Regions from separate parts of the Triticum aestivum genome. Here region 1 is linked to region 2. A link is a contact called in public Hi-C data. All regions are on one chromosome and are shown on one strand. Each heading gives the region's core, a stretch centred on a gene start, on an enhancer-like site or on the middle of the called end of the contact. The rest is flanking DNA. Distances are from core to core; before and after follow the strand shown. Region 1 holds the start of LOC123144357 (transcription factor HY5). Region 2 holds the start of LOC123144355.

Region 1 (5,451 bases), core at 785-3,284, 340 kb before region 2:
GGAGGCGAATAAAGCGGCTCATGAGATTGCCCGTTTTGGTTTCTGTAATAGTGTTTCGCTGTCGTGGGAGATGTCTCCCCCAGATTGTATTCTCAGTATTGTTTCTGATAAACTTCCTAATTTAGCTTAACAAAGTGGGGAAGTGATTTAAAAAAAAGGCGTCTTACATTATGAGACGGAGGGAGTACGTGTTTTTCAGAGTCAAACAGCTTAAAAAATGTCGACATTAATAATAGCACATAATTACAGTATAAAAATATCTTCCATGATATACTAATGATCTTATTTTGTATTATGAATGTACATATTTTTTTTCTACAATATTGGTTAAACTTCACAAAGCTTGAAAAAACATCTTACAAACTATCTTTTGGAACTAAATGGAGTACTGATATGTCAAAAATCCTTTTCTACCCCTAGCCCAGCTGCATGTATTCCACCGTAGATGATATCCTTTAAATTCAGGATATCTCTTTTGCTACAACAAACTCGTCTATCGATCTCAATCAGGCTGAGCTGAGCATCGCATTGGTAATCGTAATTTTTTTTCAAATCATACAGGAGAGCCAAATGTATTTCATTAGATAGAAAGAAGAGTACAGCGCCATAGAAGACACCGCATAACACCAAAGATGGCACGACCCAACAACAAAACCATAAGCTAAACAACGATGAAGAATCTAAGGATCCTGGCACAAACGTTGGCAACCAACGACCTAGACATAACACTAGAACCCACACAAGTACAACTAAGGACCAGAAAGAAGCATGAAAACATTGACCACCCGTCGAAGGAGCTTGCAACTTCTGAGAGCAATGACCACAATAATAGAAGCACACGTCCTCCATTATGGCCGCTTCCACTGACCCTAAGTGACCCAACTTTCACGAGCACGAGAGCCAGGCGAAGACGGCCAAGCCAACCATAATATTTATTCAGAGACCTCGACATTTGATCCGTATCTAGATCCATAAGAGATCTCTCTAGAAAAAAGAAAGGTCCACAAGAAAATCATTTTCGTTCCCAACTTGGATCCACGAGCAATCTTGGTTTGTCTAAACTCAACAAAAGGGGGCCTGTACATGCATGGCGTGGTTTCGGTATGGACCATCAGGAGTTCAGGACCACCATGCATTGAATCCAAAACATGCATGAATGGGCATCCGTACTCGATCTACCATCCAGACAACGAATTGGGCACACGGGAGGCATTATCCACATTCGGAAACTCAAACTGAATTGTATGCAGCATGAGGCTCGTACCTCTTGAGGCGCTTGTGCTCCTTGTCGGCCGGGGTGCGTCCGCGGCGGCGCGCGCTGCCTTGCGCGGTGGAGGACTGGGCACGCTCCGGCCCGTCGGCTTCCCTCCTGCCGGACGTGGACGCGCCGCTTGGCCCCAGGCCCAGCTCCGGCACCGTCCCTATCTCGTCGTCGCTCTCCATCCCTGCAGTCCAACGAAGCTCAGCTTAGCTCAGTTCACCAATCTAGTTCTTTTGGAGATACCGGTCTTTCTGCAAACACAAACGCTCGGCAGGAATGAGTGCAAAGCTTCTTTCCTCAAAATGCCCAGTTAAAGATGACGTGAAATTCGACCCAGAATTCTAGTAGAAAAGTATAGAACATCTCTGGCAAGTGCCCAAGATGATTGGAACTTTCGGAAGCCCGGCCCAATGGACACTCATCGGAAGGCACAGCGCACAAGAGCTTCGTTTCAAGAACCGATCGAGCTAAAACAGCATTACAGCAGGAGAGAATTGAAGTTGTAGAGCTTGCCTTCCTTGTGCCCCATGTGGTTGCCGGAGCTGGACGACCTGTCGCTGCTCGAAGGCCGCGAGCTCTCCCCCTGCTCCTGCATTCTCCCCCCGCCTCTCTCGTCCCTCCCAATCCCGAGGAAGACGAGGCTACCGCTGCTCCTCTCCTCCTATCTTCTGCTCCTCTTCCTCGGCTCCTCCTCCCAGCTGCTACTTGCTTGTATGGACCATGAGAACTTTTTTGTCTTAAGGCGGCACAAAACCCAGGTATTTCAGGGATTAGCCCCTGCAAAGCCCCGTGTGTTTCATACAAGCACCCGCCAATTTGCATTGCAGTCCCTCTACAGCGTAGTCGCGGCAGGAAAGAGGCTCAAACGGGGATTCCGCGGCACAGGACGGGGTTTCATGTAAGACGCGGCTTCGGGAGACGTCATTTATTGGCCCGAAAGTTCCATGGGGTTTGGGTTTTAGCGGGGCGATCCCAGCCACCCAACCCGCGAGGATCGCACGGCTGGGAACCGCAGGTCGTGGCTGCCCAGGAGACCACCCGCCCGGAGTCGCGATCCACAGGCGCGGAGACCCGCTACGTGGAGGCGCTGAGGCCCTTCCGCTTCGCCTGGCACACTGACGCGCGGGCCGTCGGGCCCGTGGTCCTACCCGTCAGTGAGCTGTCTCGACGTATCGTGGCGCTTTCGCCCGAGGCCGCCGCGCGCGTGCGCGTTTGCTCGGGGCTCGCTGGCGCCTCGTCGGCCACGCAGAAAAAGAAGCGAAATATCTATCGCACGGACGCAGGTGGTGGTGCCTTTTCGATATCGCCGTCGTGGAAGTAATGCTCTCCGGAAGCTCATCGGGTCACGACGGCAGCGTGATCATCTCCAGCCAGATATTCCATACTCGAATCGATGGTACTTGGTGCGCATCTTTGCAAAATTGCAAAGGAGGAGATATTTTAACTTTGTCGATTAGCTAAGGGCAGGGCAGTGAAGGCTGATTAAACTCAAGCACTTCTATCACATAGTCGAGCTATGGGTGAGGGTATCTCCAACGCTGACCCACAAATTTGCCGCGGCATCGGTTCGCGGACACAGGGAGTCGATCATCCAACGCTGCATGTATACATTTCAGCCACTGTTTGAATTAATCAGACGAAATTTATGCAAACACGACGGATTTCGAGCATGATTGCTTTGATATCAATATTTACATTGCCAATATTTGGCACGCCAACATTTGACAGAATCAGAAATTGTCAAATATGACAACTTTTTGTGTGGTTGATAAAAAAAATTGGTAGCGAATCAATCACTATGTACACATGTCAGCGACACTGATCCATACTTCGACCCGGAGGAACACCCCACCTCCGTCGCCGCTGACTTGGGGCGGGCTCTGGCTAAGATGAAGTGCCCCAACAACTACCTTTTAGGAGTTACCAAGTATGAACTCACCAGTTCAATCTTACCAATACCAGTTGCAATGGCTATGTTTTGTACGGTTGATGTATTAAGCATATTGTAGTAAACATGCCTAACACATCTTAACTATTTTCCCTATCTTTTTATAGACAACTGGGTCATTCTCTGCTCCGGCAGCACCTACCTTGCGATGTTTAACACTGCCAATTGCATTTTTATCAGTACCAGTTTCAATGGCTATACTAGGTTACCTGTAGTTAAACGTGCCTTGTTATTTTCAATACTGCACACTGTGTGATGTTCAAGTATGAACTGTCCAGCTCAATTTCACCAATAGCAGTTAGAAACTTACAAAACATGACTTAGGATGATGTTAAGCCTGTTGCAATAAACAGTTGTATCCATTTTTAATCTGTCCCTTTGCTACTGTGCTACTCTCCACAATGAAGATATACTAGAGATGCTATCGTTTTATTTGCATTTGCTATTTTTTGTGGATGCTAACCCTGTTGTAGTTAACATGCTTTTCCATGTACTTACGTTCGGCCATAACGGACAATGCTGTTGTTTGCCGTCGAGGTTAGCTGCATCCCATGTCTTCAGTATTTTACATCATTTGTGCAATTGTAGTTTAGCTTATAACATTTACTTGTTTCTTGTTGGTACACATGTCAGCGGCACTGATTCACGCTTCGACCCGGAGGAACACCTCGCCTCCGCTGCGGCCGACTTGGGGCGAGCTCTTCCCATATGAAGTGCCCCAACAACTACCCCTCAGGACTTACCAAGTATGAACTGACCAGTTCAATATTACCAATATGAGTTTCAATGGCCATGTTTTGTACTGTTCATGTATTAAGCATGTTGTAGTAAACACACCTAAACCGCCTTATCTATTTTCCCTACTTTTTTATAGACAATAGGGCCATTCTCTGCTCTAGCAGCACTTGCCTTGCGATGTTTAACTCTGTCAATTTCATTTCTACTAGGTTGTCTATTGTAGTAAACAATTCTATCTATTCTTATTCCGTCCCTTTGCTACCGTGCTACTCTTTCGCAATGAAAATATCACTACAGATGCTACCGTTTATTACCATTTGCTATTTTTGGTGGATGTTAACCATGTTGTAGTTAACATTGCCTTTTCATGTACTTACGCAGTGGTACAATGGGTGATGTTGTTGTTTGCCGTCGAGGTTAGCTGCATCACATGTCTTATACACCATCTATTCCTAAATATAAGTATTTTTAGAGATTCCAATATAGACTACATACAGAGCAAAATGAGTGAGTCTACATTCTAATGTAAACTATGTCTATATACATCCGTATGTAGTTCATATTGAAATCTCTAAAAATACTTGTACTTAGGAATGGGGGTAGTTGTATTTTACACCATTTGTGCAATCGCAGTTTAGCTTCTAACATTTACTGTTTTCTTTTAGGTACATATATCAACGGTATTGATCCACGCTTCAATCTATTTTGCGTATGGGGCAATGAGATATTCATGAACAAGCGTCAAGTGAGGAAACTAAAAAGGATTGTTAGGCGAAAGAGATAGGTGATGGGAATTAAGCTCTTTATTTACACTTTGTTCAAGACAACAGTGAACTTTAGGATGGTAAGTAATATGTTGCATTTTCCTCCTGCCCACAACAAGTTACTCTATTAGACATGAGTCTCTTAAAGTTTTCTCTTTTAAGTGGTTTCCGAAGCAATTTACTAATGATTACCTTGCAAACTACATGCCCGGAGTGGAGGCAACTAAAGTTAAAGTACATAATTCATACTACTATGATAGTGGTCCAGAAGTCTTCCTGAAGGCGGTGAAGGATGGGCGGGCAATCGTCACAAGGGGTTGGACAAAAATTGTTCGTGCCTATGGCATGCAGGAGAGCACATTATGGGCATTCCTCTTCTTCAACATCATCGGTAGTCAAAATGATTTACAACTGTCTCTTCACCTTACCGCATCTAAATATTGTGGTTCATCAATTGTTACCTAATCCAGTAATTACTGAACATATTGTATAGATAATTTTATTTATGGTTTGGTTGTTGAACCATTGTGCTGAGAATTTGAATTCCACATTTCATATTTCAAAATTTCCAATTCGAATAATAAATTCAGAGAAAAATAAAATTAAATAGGAGCGAATAAAATAATATACACACGATTAGAAAGAAAACAGCGTGTGCGATGGAAAAATAGAGAACAGACGGTTATTTGACGTGAAATATTTACAATGCCCGATGGACGCACACACGGTTTCATCTCATA
Region 2 (5,375 bases), core at 1,035-3,534:
AGGCATGCCTCTGGAACAGGTTCTTCCCATGAAATAGCTGCGAGAACCATGAAAAACCTTTGTGAATTTTCAGGCATTGCTTCCAAGCTGAACTCAAAAGATCCAAATATGGTCAAGGTGGTCTCAACTTCTTTCTCGTTCACATATGAAACTGGACCTGGTGCACAAGTTGCATATGTGGAAAGGTTGGATATTGCTTTCTCCCATTTTTCCATTCTGGTCTCCTTCCTTAGGGCCTTACCCAAGACAGCAACTGTTAGGGGATGGTGCCCACAACTGTCCAGCAAGTCGTCTGCAACAGTCTGTAAAGTATCGAAAGGTAACCATCCAGGAACACATAAAAATAGTTTGTAGCAATTATAATTTCTAGATTGAGTATATCTTGCGTGGCAAAAATAAGCACAATTAATCCCTCTAAGTAGATTCACATGAATATAAGTATTTGTTGTTTGATTAATCCCTCTAAGTAGATTCACATGAATATAAGTATTTGTTGTTTGACTGGTCGTTGATACAATAAGTCAATCTTGAAACTCAGAAGATGAGCATATGAAAGAAAGGGATGAGACCTAGACTGCAGGATACCTCATGAAGGGAAGCGAACATTTTATAAATTAAATTTAACATAGAAAACTAAGAGGCATGGCAATATCGATAAATTCACTAAAGAATTATAAGGAAAATAACAAAGCATACCGGAAGCTCTTCAGCACTAAGCAGACTATGATAGAGAAGAATGCCCTTGCTGATTTTCTTGATGTCATCTTTGGATATTTCTACCTTTTCAGCCTCTGCTATCTCATAAACAGCTTCATCCCTTGTTGTCACAAGATACCGGCAATCATTATCATATAGCTTGGTGAAGCGATCAACTATGTCTTGCTCCCAGACGTCATCGAGGAGTATTAACATACTCTTTCCAACCAACACGGTCTGAAGCAAGCAACATACATCTTCAAGATCTTTGCTCGTGCCCTCGTTGACAGTCATGGAACCAACCTGCACTAGCAATTTGCTTATCTTCCTAACAAGACGTTTATGGTACTCAGTTCTGCTTCCATTACAAGCTGCTCTACTGCACCACCGGCCAAAACTAACCTCAATTGCGCCATCCACAAAATTACCAGGCGGCTGAGAAGCAATTTGTCGAGCGAGGCACGACTTGCCAATACCAGATAATCCAACAATCAGGACAACTCGATGACCATCATCTCTCTCCAAAATGTCCCTAACATAGTCACACTTCTCTGACACTGGATAGCCCTGCTCAGACTTGACTCTGACCAACGATGGTGTACCCTTAGCAGTAGACGCTATAGCATTGCCGACGTTATCTGTCAACCTCTGCAATTCCAGCCACCAGTTGAGGTCATCTCTGATCAGCTGAATGTACTTCATGAGGGGGTCTCCCACCACCGAGCTCCAAACCACCCTAGCCAAGCCCTTCCCTTTCCCTTTCTTCAAGGCTCGCCTCGCCTTGATGATATTGGCACGCAGCTGATCCATGAGCCTGCTCAAGCTCTGAAACTGACGCTCCAGCTGCGGGCCGTGCATCTTGTGCGCGTGCTTCTGCTTAGCCTGCTGCACCAACACCTCAAGGTCCGACACGAAATCCTCGAGCACCTGGAGCCTCCTCGGAGCCTCAGCGGCGTCCGCGGCCGCCTGCTCCAGCGCTCCCACCGCGGACAACATTGCAGACACCAGCTGCGCGGCCGAGGCGATTGTTTGCACGACGTCCATGGCTTCGCCTCAGGACACCAAAACAACTCCTGATAGAGTCGAATCACCACACCGACGAAGCCTTTTCTTGCAAGAATTCAAGAATCAGTTCCCTGCTGTCGCAATTCCACAAACAAATGGCATGCATGCTCCCGGTCGCAGGTACGGGTAGCAAAATCCCCCTTTCTATCAATCTGGGTATCAGACCTACCGATCATCCGCTTCAACCCAGAAATCACCCGTCCCAGGCCAAACCCCAAACATCAATCGGAAATTCCAAAACCGCAGCACGAATCAAGTGGTGACAAAACACGTGTGAAGTGCAGCAACCAAGAGCACAAGGTCGGAACGAACTTACTTATCAGTGGCAAACCGATAAGTGGGGAGCGGTCCGAGAAATCCGGGAGCGTCGACAGAGTTATGAGGCAAAGGGTTTCAGACTTGGCAGCAATGATGATGAATTGATGATGGGATGGAGTTGGTGAGCTCGGCAGCTTCCGAAGGAGGCGTTCTTCTTCCGGTGCGCCTTCGCCGAAATAAGTCAACAATGGCAGGTGTGGATGGGTTCTTCTTCTGAGGAAGATGCCAACGCAACGCAACGCAACAAAAACTGCTGTGGGGACGGGTGAAAGCCAACCTGCTGTGTGTTTTCCGCTTCTTTTTTTTTGAAGGGAGCAGATAAATAACAGAGAAGTAAATTAACAAAAAAACTAACAAGAATGTAGGTGGAATTTGTTGCATTTTTTAGACAACCATATGCGGGTCAATATATATCAACGTAGCACCAAGCGCGAAGTGAGTCTAGCTCACATGATTAGAGCAACTCCAACGCGCCGACGTAAACAAATGCACGTTTTGTCCTTTTTTCGTTCGTTTGGGTGGGCATTTTGGACGACGTCGGCCCCATTCGTGTTTGGCTGGTCTGTGCCGCCAACGCGTCGCATTTTCGTCCGCATGGTCGGCATGTGGCTAGATGTTTGCACAATTATTTGCATAGATATCTACATTGCCCAAAGTTTAAATCACATAATTCACAACCAAATAAAAATCCCATAGTCTTATAAACAAATAAAATCTTATAGTTCATAACCAAATGAAATATAAATTGCCACAAATACATCTAAAGAAAAGGAGCCGATACATCTAATGATTGCCAAGGTGAGTCTACATATGCTCAACCAAATCATCTTGAAGTTGAGTGTGAGTTGCGCAATCGGGCATTTCATGATGAAATTGGATGAACTGTGCAAGCGCTGCCGCTCCTCCATGTGCAGGCACAACATTGAAACTCCTGGTCGAAGATTTCATCCTCACGCTTATCATCTACGATCATGTTGTGTATTATCACACAAGCAGTCACCATCTCCCACAATTTCTTGGTGCTCCAAATTCTAGCAGGATATCAAATGATGCCCCATCGAGATTGAAGCACACCAATGCCACGCTCCATATCCTTCCTAGCACTCCCTTGTGCTTGGGCAAATCTCTGCCTCTTCTCTCCTACCAGGTTGGGGATTGTCTTCACAAGAGTTCTCCACTGAGGATAGATACCACCAGCAAGGTAGTATCACTTGTTGTAGTGGTGGTCATTGATCTCAACGTTGACCTCTGGGCAATTTCCTTCTGCAAGCCTTTAGAACACCAAAGAACATTGAAGCACGTTGATGTCATTGTGAGAGCCAGCCATGCCCAAAAAAGAATGTCAAATCCAAAGATCTTGTGAAGCCACGACCTCAAGTATGACAGTGCAAGCTTTGGCATGCCCCCCTATACTGCCCATGCCAAGCAGACTGACAGTTCTTACACTTCCAATGCATACAATCTATACTACCAACAACCAGGTTGTATCTGCAGCATTTGACTCTCTCAGGTACTTCGGGCCAAATGCTGCTACCACAGCCTTACAAAACTTGTACATTGATGCAAGGCATGTGGACTCACTCATGCGGACATACTCATCAACAATATCACCGGGTATTCCGTATGCAAGTATTCGAATAGCTGCAATGCATTTCTCATAAGAGGAGAAGCCAACCTTTCCAAGGGTGTCCTCCTTCATAAGTAATAATCATCATATGCCATTAGCCCTCTCGAATACGATTGAACACATGTTTAGCCATCCGGAAGCGGTGCGAGAATAGCTTGGGTTTGTAGAGTCGGGACGTGCACTGAAAGTAGACAAACCAGTGTAGGCAATGGCCGCTCTCTCTGTTGCGATTTAATGGGAGCATGGCCCGGGATCGAGCCCCTAAACAATGGCCGCTGCCTAGCAATGTGGTCTTTGATGACCAAAGTAGCAACCACAAATTCCTCATCGTCCGATGACAAATCGTCTGAATCACAAATGAAGTTGTTGAAAAAGAACTCATCTTCACTATCTATTTGTACATTGTAGGTGAAACGTTGGACACCTTGTGGGCATGGTGGAAGAAGCCAGCCGGTGAAGAGCCCTGTGCCTCTTCTAGGCCTGGTAGCGTACCTGTCAATGTGGAGGCAACCATGGAGTGAGGCCACCGGGCATGGAGGGATGCCGGCGGCAACAAAGTGTTGGAGATCGCTGCAGAAATTAAAAAAATTCTACGCATCACCAAGATCAATCTATGGAGAGACTAGCAACGAGAGAGAGGGGAGTGCATCTTCATACCCTTGAAGATCGCGACACGGAAGCGTTACAAGAATGTGGATGAAGGAGTCGTACTCGTAGTGATTCAGATCGTGGTTGATTCTGATCTAAGCGCCGAACAACGGCGCCTCCGCGTTCAACACACGTGCAGCCCGGTGACGTCTCCCACGCCTTGATCCAGCAAGGAGAGAGGGAGAGGTTGGGGAAGACAACTCCAGCAGCAGCACAACGGCATGGTGGTGTTGGAGCAGCGTGGTACTCCGGCAGGGCTTCGCCAAGCGCCGCGGGAGGAGGAGGTGTTGGAGGGGGGACGGCTGCGCCTTGGATGTGGTGCGGCTGCCCTCCCACCTCCCCTCTATTTATAGGGGAAAGGGAGAGGGGGGCCGGCCCCCTCCAGATGGATCTAGCGGGGGGCGGCGGCCAAGGGGGAAGGCTTGCCCCCCAAGCCAAGGGGGGCGCCCCCTTTAGGGTTTCCCCCCAACCCTAGGCGCATGGGCCCTAGGGGGTTTGGCGCCCAGCCCACCTAGGGGCTGGTTCCCCTCCATATTCAGCCCATAGGGCCCTCCGAGGCAGGTGGACCCTTCCGGTGGACCCCTGGAACCCTTTCGGTGGTCACAGTACAATACCGATAAACCCTCGAACACTTCCGGCGACCGAATAAGGACTTCCCGTATATAAATCTTTATCTCCGGACCATTCCAGAACTCCTCGTGACGTCCGGGATCTCATCCGGGACTCCGAACAACATTCGGTAACCACGTACAAACTTTCCCTATAACCCTAGTGTCATCGAACCTTAAGTGTGTAGACCCTACGGGTTCGGGAATCATGCAGACATGACCGAGACATCTCTCCGGCCAATAACCAACAGTGGGATCTGGATACCCATGTTGGCTCCCACATGTTCCATGATGATCTCATCGGATGAACCACGAGGTCGAGGATTCAATCAATCCCGTATACAATTCCCTTTGTCAATCGGTACGATACTTGACCGAGATTCGATCGTCGGTATCCCAATACCTCGTTCAAT

Evidence for each region. Hi-C and Micro-C count contacts between places; a contact is called where the count stands out from the background.
Region 1: a contact with region 2 is called in a Hi-C map of leaf, with 3 times the contacts expected there. The contact joins the promoter of LOC123144357 here to the promoter of LOC123144355 in region 2. A contact is called at or near these places in 2 of 5 Hi-C or Micro-C datasets (both in leaf).

The regions. Positions count from the first base shown.
Region 1 is chr6D:173,581,526-173,586,976 of IWGSC CS RefSeq v2.1, reverse strand. It overlaps LOC123144357 (transcription factor HY5), which reads right to left and starts at 2,034. Exons shown (of 4, transcript XM_044563460.1): 1 at 1,775-2,034; 2 at 1,265-1,445. The coding sequence starts at 1,856.
Region 2 is chr6D:173,240,789-173,246,163 of IWGSC CS RefSeq v2.1, reverse strand. It overlaps LOC123144355, which reads right to left and starts at 2,284. Exons shown (of 2, transcript XM_044563458.1): 1 at 697-2,284; 2 at 1-302. The coding sequence starts at 1,740.